Regions from separate parts of the Mus musculus genome. Here region 1 is linked to region 2. A link is a contact called in public HiChIP or PLAC-seq data. All regions are on one chromosome and are shown on one strand. Each heading gives the region's core, a stretch centred on a gene start, on an enhancer-like site or on the middle of the called end of the contact. The rest is flanking DNA. Distances are from core to core; before and after follow the strand shown.

Region 1 (4,746 bases), core at 537-3,036, 180 kb after region 2:
TGTTTATTTAGTAACTCCACAGAACTGCTGGAGTTTGGCTGCATCTCTCTCCAGTTACAGAATGAGTAATCCTGAATACCTGGTAACACACGTCGGGGAAGAATGATAGACAGCACCTCCTAAACAAACTCTACTGCACATGCAGCGCCTTATCTGCTTTGTGTCTAATCTTTAATTTCACAGAATAATATCTTACTAACAACACTTAACAAGTGAGTGAAAGGGGGCTACAGAGATGGGTCAGCAGATAAGAGCACTTGCTATTCTTGCACGGGACATTAGTTTGATTCACAGAATCCACACTGGGCAACCTTACAACCAACTGTAACTCCAGCTCCAGAGGATATCATGGCCTTCTCTGGCCTTCCAGAACACTTAGACAGGTGGCATGTAGCAGAACACGAGAGGGAGAGAGAGAGAGGGAGAGAGGGAGAGAGACGGAGAGAGAGGGAGAGAGAGGGAGAGGGAGAGGGAGAGGGAGAGGGGGAGAGAGAGAGAGAGAGAGAGAGAGAGAGAGGATGGAGTATGATTGTGATAGTCGGGATGCGGTGTTGGGGATATAGATCCATTGTCCAGAACCTCTCAGAATATGCCAGAACATAGCTTCATCCTGCTTAGGAAATGAAGTCCTAGCCATAACTGGTCAGAGGAACCTGATGACAAAGCTGCCCCTCTCTGAGGGCAAAGGCAAGTGCCTGAGTTACCTGGACATGGAGAGGGGGGCTCCTTTCTACTTACCACTTACTTTAGCTGTGGAGCCCCAATTGTCTCATCTACCTAACAAGATAATCAGGACAGAATGAATTATATAGGATGCCAGTGGGCATCAGGACAAGGCTGAACATTGTTGCTGTGCTTCCAAATACAGGGTTCAACGAATTCAATATGGATAGGCAACCCTTCCAAAGATGAAATAAAGAGGATGCCAAAGGGAACCAGCTGACTAGAAAAGGCACTCTGTAGGTGGGGGTAGGAAGGCGTGGTGCATAGAGGCAAAGCTGATGTATGGGCAAGACTGTGGCTTGGACACACAGCCCACACCGACAAAGAAATCTTGGATTGGGGACACCAGAACTGAATTTTACAGAGTAGCTAACTGGGACGTATACTTTTGGGAGAATATGGAAGAAAGTGAATGGGAGAAGCTGCAGCTTCCTTGGGCGATTAAGCCTCATACACAACGGTAACAGAGCATTTCAATCAAAGAACAGCTGCTGTTGCACGGTGCCAGAGGGAGAATCCTTCCAGTCCCTTTTCTGCTGCTTCTATTTCCGGTGTTAGCCAGAGAAAACAAAACAAAACGCATCTTTGGAACACACTACCATCACTCTCCATTCTCATGGGACGCCGCTGTCCTTTTTCCTTCCCCTTCTTCCTTCTGGGCGACCCTTTGCACACAGGGGACGACCCAGGTCCTGGGGCGCAGAATCACGGTTTAGTTATTGGCTTCCTCGCTGAACCCCTTTGCTGTGCTGCTTCCGCCACCGCGCGGCGACATGCGGAATGGCTGCCCGCAGGCCCGCGCTTTACTTTGCCAAAATCCCCAGGAGAGCATCGTTCCTCTCGGGTGTTAGCGAGAACCTACGTGAGCAGATAAAAAGCGTCTTGGTTTGACTATTCCAGGCATGTAGTGTTTAGAATCAATCGGAAGCTGCTGGAGAGGGGCGCCGCTTCGTGGAGTGGCTTTCCTGGATCTGGGCCAGTCTCTTCTTAGCACGAAATACAAATAAACAAGGATTCCTCGGTGGCGCAGGCTGTATTGGCGGATCTGCTGTGACAAGAGCGCTGTTGCTGACAGGGTGGGTCTAGGCTCGGTTTGGCATCTCTACTGTGAAGCAGCAGCCGGCAGCATCCCGCAGAGAGCCAATTCAGCATTCTTGGAGCTGTTTTTCCTCTTCTCTCCCCCTTCCTTACTCTTTCTGAACAAGCAAAATGACTTCCCTCAGGCCCTTTGGGAGATAGAGCATGAGGCCTGCCCCAGGGAGCCTTGTGCCTAAGTGGATAACAGTTCCGCCTTTGGCAAACCAGTTTCCTTAATTTCACAGTGGGCCCAAATCACCGCGCAAGGACAGTGAAGATTGAATGAGGCTTCTTTGTCTCGTGCCCACTTCTGCTCGCATGGCCTAGCAAGGTGCTCCTTTTACATGTTCCCTTTATTCAAACTGTTTGCCTTATCTGTGACCAGGCAACCTTTCAAACACGAATGTAGAGGAGATCAGGACAGCCAGAGCTACTAAGCATGTAGAGTGAGGGCAGATATGGGTGACCACAAGTCCTGGGGGTGGGGTTGGGTGGGGGTTGGGGTGGGGGTGGTGGGGAGAAGAAGGGGGAAACAGATCTGAAAAGCAGAAGAGGAGAGAGGTGGAGTCAGCTGGCTAGTGCCACATGATTGGTCAGGGACAGAGCTGGCCCAGTGTCTACTACCCAGAGGAAAACAGGACAGCAAGAAAGGGGTCCTTCTCTACGGGGGCCTTGGATCCAGAATACTGTGTGAGAGAGGACAACAAAAGCCTGGAAAATGACAAAGTCTGGGGGAAGAAGCTTCCAGCCAGGGTGTCAGGAGGAGAGCCCATTAGGGAGGGAAGGAACCGGGCACCAGGAGAACATCTCTTTGACTTCAGGTGCTCTGGGAATCACGCGCATGTGAGTGGGAATCTCAGAGTCAGGATTAGTCTCTGAGAGCCTTGATTCAACTTATTGGTCTCTCTCTCTCTCTCTCTCTCTCTCTCTCTCTCTCTCTCTCTCTCTCTCTCTCTCCCCATCTCTCTCTCTCTCTCTCCCCATCTCTCTCTCTCTCTTTGAGACAGGGTTTCTCTGTATGGCCCTGGCTGTCCTGGAACTCACGCTGTAGACCAGGCTGGCCTTGAACTCAGAAATTCACCTGCCTCTGCCTCCCGAGTGCTGGGATTAAAGGCATGCGCCACCATCACTCAGCGGCATCTCTTCGTATATAATTGTGTGTGTGTGTGTGTGTGTGTGTGTGTGTGTGTGTGTGTGTGACTTACTGAGTCCAATTAGTACTGGCCTTTTGTTCATGTGTTTACATCTGATCACTATGATTGGAGCTCCTTCCTGAACAAGAACAAAACAAACAAACAAGCAGGTTCACGGGATTTAGAGTTGGGTAGGACTGTCTAGAACCTTCATAGCATTTCTGACAGTGTGAGAGCTCTGAGGAAAATGCTTTCTGGTCAGTATCAGTTTCATTTCTGTCAGTTCCATGCCCAAAGTATGTGGTGTCTTCAGCAATAGGGAATTAACATCAATTATTCAAGCGAGCAAAAGCAATGGTAAAAGTCTATGTTGTTGTGGGGTCTTTCGAATCCCATCCACCAAAAACTCAAAGTAAGATATCACTTGCATGGCACTGTGTTTGTTTTCTTTTTTCTGTGGGGGTGGGGGGTGGCGGAAGAGAGGGGTGGGAGGTTAGTCTATGGTTTTGGGGGTGGGGGGATTAACCCGCCATTAAAGCTACATCCATCTCTATGTCTGTCTTCTGTATATCATCACTTGAATAAAAAATTCCCACAGTCATGGGTATTTCAAAACTTGGTCCTCAGATAGTGGCTCCGTTTAGGAAGGTTTAGGTGGGACAGCCTAGCTGCAAGAATTATGTCACTGGGGGGCAGGCTTTGAGATTAAAACGCCATGCATACTTCAAATTTATGTTTTCAGATTTCTACATGTGGTTCAGGATTTGAGTGCTGAGTTTCCTGTCCCCGCCACCATTGGCTGCCATGCTGTCCCTCCTGGTAATAGCCTTTTACCCTTTGGAACTGTGGGCCCAGATAAGTCGCTTTTCGTGAGCAGTCTTAGTTGTGGTATCCAGTCGCAGCAGCAGAAGAGTAGCTGATTCCAAGCAGCTATTTGTATTTTCTTGGACTTCAGTCAGTTTACTGTGTTTGTTTTAAGTTCATTTAAGTGTTTGCTCATGAAACGTGTGTATAATTGTTCTTTTCAATTCTGTGTCCTGAGGTTAACATTTACATAGGACTGGCATTCGGGGGGGGGGGTGGGGGGGCAGCGATGACATGCTAACCTGAGTCTTCTCTTCTCCTCTCCTCTCCTCTCCTCTCCTCTCCTCTCCTCTCCTCTCCTCTCCTCTCCTCTCCTCTCCTCTCCTCTCCTCTCCTCTCCTCTCCTCTCCTCTCCTCTCCTCTCCTCTCCTCTCCTCTCTTTCCTTTTACTTTTCTTTCTCTTCTTTCTTTCTTTCTTTCTTTCTTTCTTCCTTTCTTCCTTTCTTTCTCCCTTTCTTCCTTTCTTCTTTTCTTTCGCTCCCCTCCCCTCCCCTCCCCTCTCCTCTCCTCTCTTTCCTTTTACTTTTCTTTCTTTCTTTCTTTCTTTCTTTCTTTCTTTCTTTCTTTCTCCCTTTCTTCCTTTCTTCCTTTCTTTCTATGATGGGACCAGGACATATGACTTTATTTCACTGGTTGTGTGTCTGAGATTCTATTCTGCCTATGTTGAGTGAACGCTTGTTCTGCTTTTTGCTCTTGCCAAAGCTTGGTTGATTTCAGGGTAACAGGAGGAGTGATCAGGTCAGATACTCAGTGCTGGCTTTTGATTGGAGAGACTGGATCATTCCAATTCAGGGATAGCTGGTGTGTCAGGACATCTTAGAGGTGGTGTCAGATTGGGTGACGTCCAAAAAGCCTCCCATCTCCCAGTGTGGCTTCTAGCTGGGTCTGGAAGTTAGCTAAGGACAAGGGGCCAGGCTGACTCATGGAGTAAGCATAAGAATGTGGCTTA
Region 2 (4,626 bases), core at 302-2,801:
CTTCCAGGGGCACAAAAGAAGGAGAGAGAGAGAGAGACAGAGAGGGAGAGAGAGAGAGTGAGAGAGAGAGAGAGAGAGAGAACGAGAACGAGAACACAAACCAATGCAAAGCCACTGATGAGAGGTAGGAAAGACCTGGAAACTCAGCACAGAAACATACTGGGGCATTGATTAGGATTTGATGCCTAACATGCCATTTTTGTATGAAGAAAAAAAGGTGAATTCCCCTCAGGTTGTCATTTGTGATTTAAAAATATTTTTGTTCCCTTTTGTCTTGACTATAGTAAATATTTCTATGAGGCTAACAGCACTTATATCCCTAGAGAACTTGTTAGAAAGACACATTTTGGGGAGCTTCTTTACTCCCGACTTCATCAGGAGCCTGTATTGAAAAGCTTTTGGGGGTGAGGCTAAAGTTGAAGACCCATCTGGCTACTTTTCTGTATCACTCTTTTAAGTCTGTCATTGGCATTAAAATATGAAAGGGGGCAAACTCTGACACTAGAGTTTTGAGGGGACTGAGCGTCACCTGTCTTCTTCTTCTTTTTTTTTAATGACCATCTCATTCTGACAGTTTAAGACCCAAAGCCAGCCGTGGCCCAAGGATTCAGTTATGGGAGCCAGGGAACATAACTCCCTTTCTTGTTATTTAAATCCTTTGCTTATGAATCTGTAACATTCTGAGCCTGTCATTTGTTCATCTTTGTCAGCTGTAGTGCAGTAATAGTAGTAGACACTTCATTGAAAAAACTGGTAATTGTTGATCCCCAAGTAATGGATTCCTGGAAACTTATCAGCGTTTAAAAAGTTAAGCTTTGCAAGATGAAATCAGAACGATGATCTAGAGCCATGGTTGCTATTTGAGTCCAGGCTAAGAAGCAGTATTCATTCAGAGTGTGTCCAATTTCAGCTTCCTCTTTATATTTTTTGAAAGGTTGTTTTGGCCCCTTAATTTAAAGAAATGAAAAGAGCTATACACTTTATTCCTTCTACAAGGCATCAAGGAGAGGGCAATAAACAGTACCTGCCTGAGATATTTTAATAAATGCTGCTTTACTGCATCCCACAATAGAAAGCAAATACATGCAATTACTTGCAAATTTCTTCAGTGTTTGTACTTATAAATCTCTGCCTAACCCTTCCCTGCTGGGACTTCAGTTAGTCGTTCTGCTGTGGAACCAGGGCTTTGTTCTCAGGTTCAGCTTCAGCTCAGTCTGGAATAATTCAGAAATGTATTAGAGAGGTTGTGTTCCCAGAAGGCATAAGGAAATAACCTTCAGTGCTGGCCTTAGGGAAATCAGTCCAATCAGAGGTTGGGCAGATTTCTCGATTAAACAAAGAACTAACTGTGCACAAATTACACCTCAACAATTTGTAAGGAGTCCACCTAAGAAATGTCTTAGAGATGGAAAGCTGATATTTTTTTAATCAGGGCAGCAGGGCTGCTAAAGTCAAAATGTCGCCAGCATTTTTCCATCACTCCACAATTAGCATCCCCCCAAATTAAATTTAAAGTTGCATTCATCAGCAATCCTTGGCTTTGAGACCCAGGGCTCGCATTGTCAGATGCAGATGAAAACAGCTGCCCTTGTCCATGTGAGGCCTCAGAATACAGACGAGTGTGCTGTGAGTGAGGCCTTGCATCCTTGAGTGTATATGACTCCGTTCATCTGGAATACATCCCGGGGAGCTTTGGGCTGTCGAGTTTTATTTTAGTAAGTTTCATTTTGGGAACCAGAAAGGGGGTTGAAAGTTATTGCACTTAATGTTGTTGTGACTTCACTTGCTCCTATTCAGTTTGTTCAGATGTCAGTGCCAGAACCTTTGTCAAAATGGATTCCTCGGGAGGGGCCTAGTAGGTTTCAGATATTTAGGAGATCTCTGTACCTAACCATCATCCTTAAGACTGTGTGTGTGTGTGTGTGTGTGTGTGTGTGTGTGTGTGTGTGTGTGGGTGTGTGTGTGTGTGTGTGCGTGAGCGTGTGCGTGTGCGTGTAATGACTTTCTTGCTGGGATGTTTAAATTGTGTTTTAGTAGTTTCATATTTTTTAATGGGCAAGGGACTCTGCTTAAAAGTAGATAGGTGCCCCTCAACATTCCTACCCATAGTGCACATCCAACCCTTGAGCTGAGGTTCAGAAGGAAGTTAACATTGCCTTAAGACTGGTGACATCGTTTTTGGTCAGAAATTACAGCCTCAGGTCCTAAATGCAAAGAACCAACTCAGGATTGCAGGAAGGGTAATTTGGGAGCGTTCAGAGATTTGAGTTCAGCATTTGAGAAAAGAAAGTGCAGGCCCTGTGGTGGCCCACAGCTTTAGATCATCTAGGTCAGTCAGCTACTTGGAGAAGACACTGAGTGTGGTTTCTTTGTCATTTGAAAGGTTTCTTCCTCGAGTGTTCTTTTTCTGTACATAGAAGTCCAAGCACATGGACACATGGGTTGACAGTTCCCGTATTTAATAAATGATAAACAAATAAATATTCTACATACCTGAGGGGCCACACATCACCTGTTGAAGTATTGACTGTTCTGGGGCAGAGGTAGTCATTGCCTTCACTTGCATACCCACTGGTTAGCCCATCAGATTCCAGTGCATAGCTGAAAAACCGTGGTTGAGCTCACTGGGTCCCAGAAGGACTTGTAAAGAGGAAGGGCACTGAGAGGGGTAGGAGGGAGAGAGAGTGGAGTAGTGCATTATTTAGCTGTATGAATTTGTCATAGATGAAACAAATCCGGATAGAATGGTAATCATGAAACCTTTGCTTTATCCCTTTGCATTACTCCATGAATATTTTTGCAGCTTGAGTAATGCTTCATTGCTAGTTTTTCATATTCATTTACTACTTGATGTACAGTTGGATTGTCTTTATTAGGCAATTGGTAATTCATAATTTATTGTATAATATTGATCTGAAAGTGTTCCTGGATATTCACTCTAGTTGTGAGTTTGGAATTGGAAACATAAATTATAGTAGTTTCCCATAGTTTTTGGATCATGTAATTTCTTAAATATATTCTGAAGTGTGATTCTTTTAAAGATTAAGTTATAATTGTTTATGTTTTAATTTTATTGTCCATAGTTAATATTGTATTTTATAAATATATTTTGAACAACAACAAATAGGTCAAGGCCAGGGATGTGGTTGTGATGAGCCATGTGGTAGAGCTCTTAACCATAATTTTCAAGGGCCCTGGGCTCTCACCCTGGAATTTCCTGTTGGAAGGGCTATGAATCAAAGACCAAACTTGCCTCTCATCTTGATTTGTTGATGTGTCTTTGTCACAGTTCTTTGGCTGACCCATGTTCAAAAGGGAAGTTCAAAGAAGCCCTGCCTACCTCCAAGGTTGTTAGGCAGTTTCTATGGGATGGTGTATTGAAAACCCCTTTTCAATTGTGAGAGGGGCCACAAGAGTGACTTGTGAGGAGCAGAAGGATGACTTTGGAATGGTGTCCTTCATCTTACAGCCATAGGGAAACTTCCATACCGCTGGCTTTGACATTTGTTTTTCTTAACAGTACTAGCTTACTTGAATCTGTGTCCATCTTAGAACCTTAGAGACTCATCAACAGTGGTGACAAATGTCACACTTTGTTTTCAATGTCAAGTGAACAAGAAACTTAATTGTGGGAATCAGAGAGTTACCAAGATGTCTGGATATAGATAGTTGCTTCATTTATTTCTTTGAAGTGTTTGTTGCTTGGAAGTTGGGCATAACTATGTTCACTTCTCAGATCTGCAATATGAGATAAGAGATAGGAAATATGAAAAATTTTCAGCTTATAGGTAGGTATTTGCTCAATATTAGTATCAGTCAAAAGTATTGGCTAGTTTTATATAAATTTGGCACACAAACTAGAGTTATCTGAAAGGAGGGAACCATAATTGAGAAAATGCTTCTGTAAGATCCCGCACAGTTTCCTAATTAGTTATTGATGGGGGAGGGCAGAGCTTATTGTGGGTGGTTTTATTCCTGGGCTGGTGGTCCTGGGTTCTATGAGAAAAACAAGCTGAGCAAGCCATGGGGAGCAAGCCAGTAAGCAGTATCCCTCCATGGCCTCTTCATCACTCACGCCTCTAGGTTCCTGCTGGTTGAGTTCCTGTCCTGGCATTCATTCTTCAGCGATGGACTATAATAGCTAAATAAACCCTTTCTTCCCCAACTTGATTTTGATCATGGTGTTTTGCCACAGCAAGAGAAACCCTAACTAAGATTGTGGTTTTTGTTTGTTTTTTAAAAAACTAAGTCATTTTTTTTTAATTTTTAAATTTAATAGGGAATGGATTTTTGAAAGTTAGTGTTAGGAACTTGTTGTTTAAAAGATTTAGTATTAAATTCATTCCTTATATTTGATAGGATCTTCTGACAGCATGATCATCAAATACATTCTTGCATTTGCAGCGTTTGATAATGAACTTTACCATTTACATGGACATATTATTAACCGTGGTGTTGGCCAGCTATGGAGACAGCAGCCGACAGCCCTGGGCTGTGTCTCCCAGACCATGGAATCCTCAGTGGCATGTGGGGCTGGAAAGCCCCAACCTGGGTTTCTTTTAAAATGGTATGTAAATGCACACCAAATCCACATCCATCACTTGGATCTAAACTGTACTGTAAATT

The links. HiChIP or PLAC-seq counts read pairs in DNA pulled down with a chosen protein or histone mark.
Region 1: an H3K4me3 HiChIP or PLAC-seq map of craniofacial prominence shows a contact between it and region 2, with 4 times the contacts expected there. The contact joins two enhancer-like sites. A contact is called at or near these places in 2 of 484 Hi-C or Micro-C datasets (the HPC-7 cell line and embryonic fibroblasts) and 2 of 115 datasets of contacts at active chromatin or transcription factors (craniofacial prominence and stem cell-derived neural progenitor cells).

What each region holds. Positions count from the first base shown.
Region 1 is chr13:15,757,810-15,762,555 of GRCm38.p6, forward strand. No RefSeq gene overlaps it. Among named protein-coding and RNA genes, the nearest start is that of 4933412O06Rik, 42 kb to the right of the region's middle. Within about 2 kb of position 1,787, at least 157 of the 459 cell types and tissues checked have an H3K27ac peak or open chromatin away from gene starts, as enhancers often do. A contact at or near this core is called in craniofacial prominence, where this site is marked.
Region 2 is chr13:15,576,075-15,580,700 of GRCm38.p6, forward strand. The region is part of intron 3 of Gli3 (GLI-Kruppel family member GLI3); the gene reads left to right. Among named protein-coding and RNA genes, the nearest start is that of Gm6556, 110 kb to the left of the region's middle. Within about 2 kb of position 1,552, at least 15 of the 459 cell types and tissues checked have an H3K27ac peak or open chromatin away from gene starts, as enhancers often do. A contact at or near this core is called in craniofacial prominence, where this site is marked.